Linked DNA regions of Arachis hypogaea: region 2 is linked to region 1. The links are chromatin contacts, called in public Hi-C maps. All regions are on one chromosome and are shown on one strand. The core of a region is the stretch at or near the end of the contact, and the rest is flanking DNA. Distances in the headings are between cores, read along the strand shown. Region 1 holds the start of LOC112722514 (NEP1-interacting protein-like 2). Region 2 holds the start of LOC112722518.

Region 1 (5,135 bases), core at 925-3,424:
ATCGCTAACTACCACCGTCATCGTCACCACCACTGCCATCACCACCTCTACTACTCCCGAACTGGCTCCCAACCTTCATCTATTAGCTCAAAACTTCACTCCATCACAAAACACCTAGTTCGGCCAACTTAAGCACATGCCATGGTTTGAATTTGCAAAACTCAAAAACCAGAGTTAGAATTTACAGTCTCAATTGGTGTAACAATGGCAGATATATCCAATTTTTTATTAAACCCAAAGCCCGCAGAAGAAGAAATTTCACAGTCTCAGATGTAGAAATCTACTCCTGACCATAAAATCATGCGAACAACCAAACCCAGCTTCAAGTGCCTCATCTTTAGTCACACAGTTCTCTTCTCATTTATTCTAGGTTTTCCGTTCCTATGGAAATCCATCAAAATCTACCGCGCTCCACTCCCCTTCAACCGAATCGATTTTTTCTCCTTACAACTGGAGTCCGATCCCTTACATTTCCCCTATTTATTCTGAGTCATATTCATCGGCGTCAAGACTTGGTCAGATTCTAGCGGCGAACATGGGAATAAATAGCAAAGTAGCAGAGAAAACTCTGACGGGAAAGAGAGGGCAATTTGTGTGGGAATGAAGCCTAGTATCGATGCAATCAATATGGAAGATTTGTGAGCAAAGAGGCAAGGTTCGAACGTAATCATCGTCTTCGAATTCGAAGAGACAAACGGCACATTCGCCACATTTGCGGCGTGAAGATGAACGGCAAGATGTAGCAGCCCAGACCACCCGCTAGCACGATATTGTCCGCTTTGGCACACAAGGCCTCACGGTTTTGCCTTTGACAATAGGGATGATAGTCGAAGCCCCCCACACCCACTCGTCAAAACGCATCATGCTAGGGAGAGGTATCCACACCCTTATAAAGCATGCTTCGTTCCCATTTCCAACCGATGTGGGACCTTACAATCCACCCCCTAAGGGAGTCCAGTGCCCTCGCTAGCACATCGATCCGGGCTCCGGCTCTGATACTATCTGTAACAGCCCAAACCACCCGCTAGCACGATATTGTCCGCTTTGGCACACAAGGCCTCACGGTTTTACCTTTGACAATAGGGATGATAGCCGAAATCCCCCACACTCACTCGTCAAAACGCGTCATACTAAGGAGAGGTATTCACACCCTTATAAGGCATGTTTCGTTCCCCTCCTCAACCGATGTGGGACCTTACACAAGAAGTGTCGTTGAGTTTACTGGCATATAGGATATCATAAAAGGAGAAAGAGATGGTTTTGATGATGATGACGTTAGTGATGGTGGTAGTTACGGATGAGAGTGGTAGTGAAAAAAAATTTAAATAAAAGTGATGTGTGGGATAAAAAGAGAAGTTAGAGTTAAGTTATATTAGAAAGTATTTTAAAAATTTTAAATAAATTTTTAGAATTCAAATAGTTATGTTAGCAAAAATTTATTTTTTATAGATAAAAATAATAATTTTATTTATTTGTAAATAAATTTCTTAGCATTCTGAATTTTCATAAATAAAAATGATAGATTACTCATAAAAGAAAATCAAGAGATTTTTTCCTATAAAAAAACAAAAAGGTTTGTGATTGTTAGGCTTGAAGGTATGTACATTTGTCACATCCTCCTCAAGCATTTGATTAGAAGCACGTAGCCAATAATAAGGGACAAACTTACAAGGAAAATCAGCAAAACCGTGTGCGCCTTAATTTGTTATCTTCTTAGTTCTTTCTAAACGCTTTCTCATTAATAGTTGTAGACTACTTGTACATAGAACACGACATTTTCAATTTATCATTAATATGGACAATGCAGACACGCTGTTGTTTTGTTGTATCTTAGTCTAGCTTGATTCTAAAAAACTAAAATTAATTTAATTCTTAAAAATTTTGATATTATATAATAAAAATTTTTTTAAAAGCTTACTTCATAAAAATAATTATATATCTAATATCATATATTGCAGTATTCAATTAATTACCGTCAAATAAACAAAACTAATAAATTATGATCTCTTCAGTCTCCACCACCTAAAAAATAAAGTAAAACAAAACCTTTTATATGCATAACTACTAATTAAATGTTAATTATTGAATAGCTTTATAGCACCACCTAAACAGATGCTACTTAAATTTGACACAAGTCCACCACTTAAATTAACCTAAGCAACTTAAAAATAGTAGGTTTCAATATTAAAGGGGTCTAAAGTCTAAACTCTAAACAGAGTTCTACCAAAAAAAAAAGTCTAAACGGGGTAAATACATACGTCCAAGTGATGTTTTGACTTTTGAGAGTATCTAATAATTCCTCAATTATTTACCCTAAATCAAATTGGTCATCTTCGTATGAACGGGTTGACTTTCTCAACGAGCTCACATCCCATTTTTACTTTTGTCTTTGATTAAAGCCTGGCTTTGGAAAATGAATTTGTTATTCTGAGATGAGGTGTTCCTTGTAACAGAAAATAAGGTTATCCAATTCGAAACCCACGGAAGGTAAGGGGTTTGTATCCTAAATTTGTGTACCGAGTCAGCAAAGTTGAAAACTTTTCTGTCATCCGAAATGACCCACCAACCCTCTTTTTCTCAATCTGTTGTTGCTGACAGCGCAGCCTTTGCCCCAAACTCAAGGCTCCTTCCTTATCCCCCTCCGTCACAGATATAGAAGAAGAAGAAGGTGGAGGGGTTCGCTGCTATTGCTATGGCCTAACATCAATAAAAAGCTTCTAGTTTTGGCGATTCTCACACACGCTCGCTCGAACTCATGGGTCTCGTGTTTTGCTCCCTCTCCAAATTCTTATTATGCGCCATTTCTGGAGCTCTCACGCTGTGTTTTGCCGTAGGTAATGATCAACAGCAATGTATACATGGTTGTTTTTCTTAATTTCATTTGCCGATAAATGATTGATTAAAGCTGGTTTACGTGCCTCAAAAAGTTTTGTTTTTGCATGGTGGGGCTTGAATAAAATTGAAAGAAGAAGAAAAAGAGAGGGAAAAGGGAGAGAAAAAAAAAAGGAAGGAGGGGGGTGTTAAGGTTAAACCCTTTTTCCGGGTTTTGTTTGACCAAAAATTAGGAGATTTTAATTGGATTTGCTTTTGATTTTGGAAAAGAATCAGAATTTTTCCCCCAACCTCTCTTTTGTCTTATGGAAACTCGAATAGGAAAGGAATAAATTGTGTGCAAAAGTCAATTTGTTTTGGGGCTTTTATGAATGAATGAATTGATGGCAGATTGGCAGTGTAATTTCTGAATTCAGATTAGTTTGATGATTGTTGGTGTAGATGCTTTTGTATGGTAAAGTTTGTGAATTTGAGCGTCTAGGGGTTTTTACTGTTTTTACCTTATAGCAGTAGCCACTCTTTTTAAGTGTTCTCATCTGGGTGTGAGGTTTGTTTCTATATTGGTGTCATGTCTTGTGTTTCTGACTTGCAGCTGGAGCCCTTACCGGAGCTATAGCTGGTGCTTTAGCTGCTAAGGCAACTCACAGTGGTTTGCTGCGGGGAGCTTCATTGGGCGCTGTTGCTGGGGCTATACTCTCGGTGGAAATCTTGGAAGCTTCCCGTGCATATTGGTGCATGGAGCAAACTGGCTCACGGGGCACGTCATCTATGGTTGGTACTCATTCCTCTCAATTTTCCTTGGTTTGAAGTGATATATGTTTGTAACTTGGCAAAACTATGGGGGAAAACATGGCTAACTTTTAGTTTCAAATGTCTTTGTATGGGATATAGATGCTCTTTTTACTTGGTTGTGCTTGGCTGTTAAGTAGCATCTGATATTTGTAATAGTATGCTTTGTTTAATTCCTTGTCTTAAAAAATGCAGGCAGATTTCATAGAGGAACTTGTTCGTGCTAGGCTTATAGAGGAATCAATTTCACCTGACATTTTAACTGCTTACAATTTGCAGGTAATTTTTTTGTTTCTGTTTCCTCTTCCTTCCCCGTTGTCTGTTATCTGTGTCCATCTCCTCATGCCTTCTAAAAGTGATGACTCTTAGCTATTTTAATGTGAATGCGCACTACCTTCAATTGGTTTTTCACATTTTGAACTAATAGCACGTCACATATCATATACGAATCCAAAATTAACAAAACAGAGAAAGTTTCACCATGTAATTAGTAAGAAAGTAACAATGCAAATCTGAATTTATGGAACGTGAAGATATATTTGATTATTTATCCAGACAGTTACAACATATAGTATGACAAACAAAACAATTTGACATCCCATAAGCTTGTTTCCACAATTGGAAACATTTGTAAGAGGTATAATCAAACATGGTCTGGTACCCTGGTTAATCAAATTATCCATACAAGGATTTTGTTTTCATTTATCTGACATAAGAGAATTTAGAAGTGGTAGGAGACTTTGGACTAGAAATTTCACATTCAACAACTGTTCCTGGAATATTCAGTTTGTTCATTCCAATCCAAATATAATAGTTATCATTGGATGATTGTTCCTTAGTTGAACATAGTTGATTCGGCCAATCATATGATTCCCAATTGAAGTTAAGACTTTAGAAGTAAAATATGAAAATGTTGGACATCAAGACCAATCCTTGGTCTCCCATGCTACCAGTAGTTTTTTATCTTGATTATTCTGTAGAACTCATATTGATCATTTTATATTTTTATTTACTTACGCACGAGTACAATAAACTTTCAAAATTCTGTGTGTTGATTCTGTATGCTATACTACTTCCACATGTTTACTGCTTACAAACTTTCATTGATTAGTAGTCTGTATGAGTATGAGCATAGCTAGTTTCTAATGTATGGTTATTTTCTATAGTTTGAACAGGTTGCCCATGGTAATAGAGGCTACGATGAGATTCACGATGTTAATAATGTAGTAGCATCAAGAGGAATGACAAAGGATTCATTGAACAAGTTACCACAACATGTCATCTTGAAGGACATGAAGGCAGAGGATACCTGCTGTGCAATATGTTTACAGGTGATGTTCTTTCTGAGCCAATGTTTAAATATCCTGATCCCTTTTCTTCATGAATTCTTGTATAGCCACAAAGAAGCATTTGATGTTGGTAGTGTAGTGACCCTAACAATGAGAGGTGAAATTTACAGGACATTGTTGTAGGAGAAACTGCAAGAAGCTTACCACGTTGTCGTCATACATTTC
Region 2 (5,135 bases), core at 1,578-4,077, 350 kb before region 1:
GAAATATGTTTAGAATGTAGAGTTAATGAACAACTTGAATATACAGGTGATATCACATACCTTCTTCTAATTCCAGTTCTCTCTTCTGCTTTGCTTTATCAAAGTCCCCCTGAGTCTCCTGGCCAGTATCCTTTGCAGAATCTTTTATATGAAGAAAGCTACAGGAATCACCTCTGATGCACCACCCTTGAGCAAAAAAGGCACATATAATTCCCTGGCGTTTGTTTCCATCCTTCATCTCAGTATTCGAAGACGGAACTATAGTCCTACCATCAAAAGCAGTTAATTAGAAAAACCTGACGGTTAAAATTCTACTAATTAAAAGGCATTGCTAACAGACCTTGATTTGATTTGTTTTACATCATCCTTTGATTCTACTTCCAATGGTACAATTCTTTTCAAGGAATTCTGACTGCCATTGGCACTCCCAACAAAGGCATCCGTTTGAGGAAGGCCAATAGCGATGTCTTTTCCAATGTTACTAGACAACTTGGTGGCCCCAGAATCCATATCCTTAACACCACCTAAATCAGCTTTGCTATCGTTACTTGGTTCATTGCACCCTCCAACAGTGTATGTTAGTTGAACAATTCCAGTATTTGCACCATCAACATCTAAAACTTGACTTTTGCCATCATCTGCAGGGGCCAAGTTTTTAACTGATTTGGGATGACTAGAATTTGAAATTTTTGGAGTTGGGAAAACTTGTTCCTTTTTCAAAGCTAGCGTGTCAGATGAAGGAGCAGAAACAACACATGCTTTGAGAATGACACAATTCTCTTCTTTGGAACACAGACTAGGAGAAGGCTTTACTACAGGGTTTTCCGCCATGGTGGAAGCTGGCCTCAAGTCCCCCCCTTGCCCCTCAGATTTCATCTGTTGGCTGGAGTCTAAAACTTGACTTTTGCCACCTTCAGCGGAAGCAAAATCATTTACTGATTTGGGATGACTTGAAATTTCGCGTGTTGTGTGAACCTCTTCCTTTTTAAAACTTAGTTCCTCAGATGAAGGACTAGATGCTTTGAGAATGGCATGATCATCTTCATTGGATGGCATACTAGGAGAAGACATTACTATAGGGTTTTCCGCCATAGTAGAAGCTGGCCTCAAGTTCCTCTCTTGTACTTCAGATTCCATTTGTTGGCATGAATCTACAAAAGAAAATAAAAACTTAATCCAAAAATTATTTCTTTCAAAACCGGAGAATCATTCCTCCAAATTAAACTATTTCATCAATAGACCAAATTATGTTATCAGCCTCAACACAAACTATGAAAGTCTGTACTAAGGTATAAAACAGTTTTCAGAGAAAAGCACCAACAATGATATTCGACACGAAGATTTGTGCCAAAGATACGTCATCACAGAATTCTCATAGAGAATAGCAGCACCCTTCACAGAATTATGTTATGTTTAATACTTCCATATATTTATTGAAATATTGCACAAGTCAATAAAAAATATTGGTTTGGATCCAACCCTATCTGCGCACAAATTCGCCTCGAAAAAATGTGCTTCAGCTCAAACAGGCAAGGTATACTTCTCAGCCCTAATTAGCATATATTTCCTCTAGGACCCGTTGTTTCCTTTTCCTCTCCATTATCAAACACAAATTTCCTTATAATGAAATCAATCCGGCCCAATAACTAGCTCAAAAGGATTCGTTCAAACCAATGGAGTAACATAATAAAGCTACACTTACAATTGGAATGCCAGCCACAATCAACCTTGCAGGCCACAGCATTAATGATCAAAACCACCACCACATAAAGGCCCATATAAGATACCCTCCCTGGACTGGGGAGGGCAAATTCAGCTTCAGGCTGTTTGCAGCGGGTTGTGTACAACAAGGTTCAGTGATCATATGCTGGGTTTTCATCACTGGATTTGAAAATTCTTTTTAACCAGACAACTTTTTTAATTTTATTTTTGCAATACAACAGTATGAAGGAGAATGATCATGGTGAATGGAGACTGGACCTTATTCTGAAGGACGAGAATAATAAGACCTTGAGCCTAGCCTAACAAAACAACCACCAAGCCTGAGGAGCACCCACAAGAAATCTTATCCAGAACAACCCCTCCCCCAACACATAAACACACAGAGAAACCAAATAAAACAAGTAAAATCAACATCACACTTGATATAGAAACAGACATAAATCAACAGTAATATTATAGGGCATGATCATGTAAAGCAGCACCATTGCATCAAAAGTATTCAGCATAAAATTGAGAACTAATGTTGAATTGGGAAAACCTATGCCATCGTTGTCGGCATCGGATACAGAATTTGAGGCGTAGCCTTTATCATCACCGTCGGTTTCTTCTTCTTCTTCTTCTTCTTCCTCTTCCTCCTCCTCCTCCTCCTCCTCCTCCTCCTCTTCTTCTTCCCCTACCTCCTCTGGCTCCTCTTCTTCTTCCTCTACCTCCTCCTCTTCTTCTTCTCCTTCTTCTACCTCTTCTTCTACCTCTTCCTCTACCTCTACCTCTTCTTCCTCCTCTTCCTCTTCCTCTACATCTTCTTCTTCTTCCTCTTCTTCTTCTTCTTCTACTTCTTCCTCTTCTTCCTCTACCTCCTCTTCTTCTTCTTCTTCTTCTTCTTCCTCTGGATCGGCGTTACCTTGATCGACGGATGGGGGAGACATTGGAACGGAAAAGATGCGTTAATTATTTGATGAAGTTGGATAAGTAATCAGAATCAGAATCAGAGCAACAATAAGAAACGACAAAAGATATGGCATGCAAATGTTGTGACGAATTAAGATGCACACTACTTCTCAAACGCCATTATATATGCAGTTATGCACACAACTGCTAGATATATAAGTTTTTTTTAGCAAACTAGTCCAAATAAATTGGTCCAAATTCAACAAAAATTAATTCTTAGATTAAAATGCGTGTAAATAATTAAATATGCACTTTCAAGATTATCAAATAACACGACCATCGTTGTCAAACTCGCGAATTAATTTACGAGTTTAATTTAGGTAGTGGAATCGAATTAATTCGGACACAAACTCGTTTTTGGGTAGATTCGGGTAGACTCGAGTAAACTCGGTCAAACTCGTAAGTTTATTCATGACTAAGTAAATTTGCTTTGGTTGGCCTTTTTCACCAAATCGGCATTGTTTTGGGCCAAAAAAAAGGAAGGCAGCAACATAACTTTAATCGGCTAAACCTCTCACTTTGCTCACACTCACTCTCTTCATCTTCGCGTTTCGTCCTCCATCCCTCGCCGTCGTCCATCCTTCACTGCCGTTTGCTGTTCGTCATTCCTGAAACCACCGTTCTCTCACTCTTAGTCTCTCATTCAGCTCGACACTCTCTCACTCTCTCACTCTCTGTTCTGCATCGAAGAATGTGGACTCGTGGAGCCTCTGCCATCCGCCATGCTGCCATCGCTCGTCGTGTCTTCTGCCCCTCATCGCGCTTCCGCCGTTCGTTCTGTCAGGTGTCAGCCCGTCGTGTGTCTGCACAGCACAGCATAGCAACGCGAGTGTTAGCTAAGCCTACTCCATTCAGCCATTCAGATTCAGCCTTCAGGTATGTTTAAAAAAAATTAGTTACTGAATTGATGTATTTGGTAGTTGTTACTTGTTAGTGTGAGTTTAATCTATTCTAAATTGCTGCATTTTGTAATTTGTAGTTGTTACTTCTTACTTGTTAGTGTCAGTTAGTTGTTATTGAATCTGAATGTCTTAAACTGTGAAATCTGAATTTGTTGTTATTGAATCTGAATTTTTTCTATAGCTTTCTTTCCCGTATTCAAGAGCAGATCTTGTTTACTTATTTGTATTTCTTTGTTCTTCTATTTGATGCCAAATAATTAAGCTTTACCTTCTCCAGCCATAGAAAAAAATTGTCAGAGGCTAGTATTTACTGCTTTAATTTTCTAGGAATGCATTATGCATTGTGGTATCTTGTGGTTTTTAGTCTTGGTGTTTAAGTGCTGTCTCCATTATGTCCTTTTATATTACTAAGCACAATGCTATGCAATTAAAGTTTTTATTTTCTTTATATTGTGCACTCTGTCAGCTTTAACTTATAAGTCCATAACTACAGCTCATTTGTAAAGTAGTTTTTATATCCTAAATCTGAATTTGTAGTTGTTATTTCTTACTTGTTAGTGTTAGTTAGTTGTTATTGAATCTGAATGTCTGAAATATGAATTTATTAACTTTGTTAACAAGGATAAGTGGATAATTTTGCTTAATTATTTAGTTTGTACTTTGTTGATTTGTTTATTTGGGGACAAAAATACAAAATGTCTGAGAATGTTGGTTCAGGGACATGTGAATGATGATGATTTTGTTGGCTGGGTCGAACCTGAACTTGAAAGAAATGATGTTTCTGATGAAGATGGTGAAGATGATGATGTTGATGCCATAAAAGATGAAGATAGGATTTCAGTTTTAGACTTTTAGTTTATTAGAACATTTAATTGTTACTTTGTTGTTTTCTTCTTTTTTTTTTTTTTGTGTTATATGAAGCTTTGATTGTGTGACTATGTTTTATGTTGAACTAGATGCATACTTGTGAAGAATTTGAATGTGTGTTCTAGAGTACTTGTTATAATTGTAGTATTATGTTAATTTATTATGTATTTTGATGTTGAAATTGTTAAGTTTAAATGCTTATGTTTGAGTAAATATATATATTATACACGATACATATATTTTTTACGAAAAATTTATAATAGGTAAATTCGTACGAGTTTACGTCGAGTCTACGAGTCGAGTTTAGATCAGTTACACGAGTTTACCTAGACTCACAAGTTTGAGAACCTTGGCACGGACGTCATTATAAAATCGGTTCTTCTCCCTCGATCAAAGTCGCAATGCTCAAAATTCAAACAACGATCAAAATCTCTCAAAATTATCGTGAAAGGTCAAAGAAGTTTCAAAGCTGAAATCGAAATCTTCACCAACAAACACTAAAAAAAAGATGAAAGATTATTGAAGGTAATATTCACTAATCTTGCAATTTTCTTACCTTTCTATTTTTCATTCTTATCGCAAAATGCTACATAGTTATATTGCAGTTTATTTCGTGTTCTTGCGTTACTTTTCTCATTATACGCTTCATTTGGTGATAACTATGTTATGTCGGTATAAAAATGTTACGTAGTGTTT

Evidence for each region. A called contact is a pair of places that touch in the nucleus more often than the background predicts.
Region 2: a Hi-C map of leaf shows a contact between it and region 1, with 4 times the contacts expected there. The contact joins the promoter of LOC112722518 here to the promoter of LOC112722514 in region 1. A contact is called at or near these places in 2 of 8 Hi-C or Micro-C datasets (both in leaf).

Annotation. Positions count from the first base shown.
Region 1 is chr11:124,844,930-124,850,064 of arahy.Tifrunner.gnm2.J5K5, reverse strand. LOC112722514 (NEP1-interacting protein-like 2) reads left to right here and starts at 2,174. Exons shown (of 6, transcript XM_025773571.3): 1 at 2,174-2,487; 2 at 2,599-2,834; 3 at 3,425-3,603; 4 at 3,817-3,900; 5 at 4,788-4,952; 6 at 5,081-5,135. The coding sequence starts at 2,756.
Region 2 is chr11:125,193,616-125,198,750 of arahy.Tifrunner.gnm2.J5K5, reverse strand. LOC112722518 reads right to left here and starts at 2,827. Exons shown (of 9, transcript XR_011867710.1): 1 at 2,261-2,827; 2 at 341-1,151; 3 at 61-266. It overlaps LOC112722521 (a long non-coding RNA gene), which reads left to right and starts at 3,087. Exons shown (of 2, transcript XR_003162728.3): 1 at 3,087-3,546; 2 at 4,290-4,576.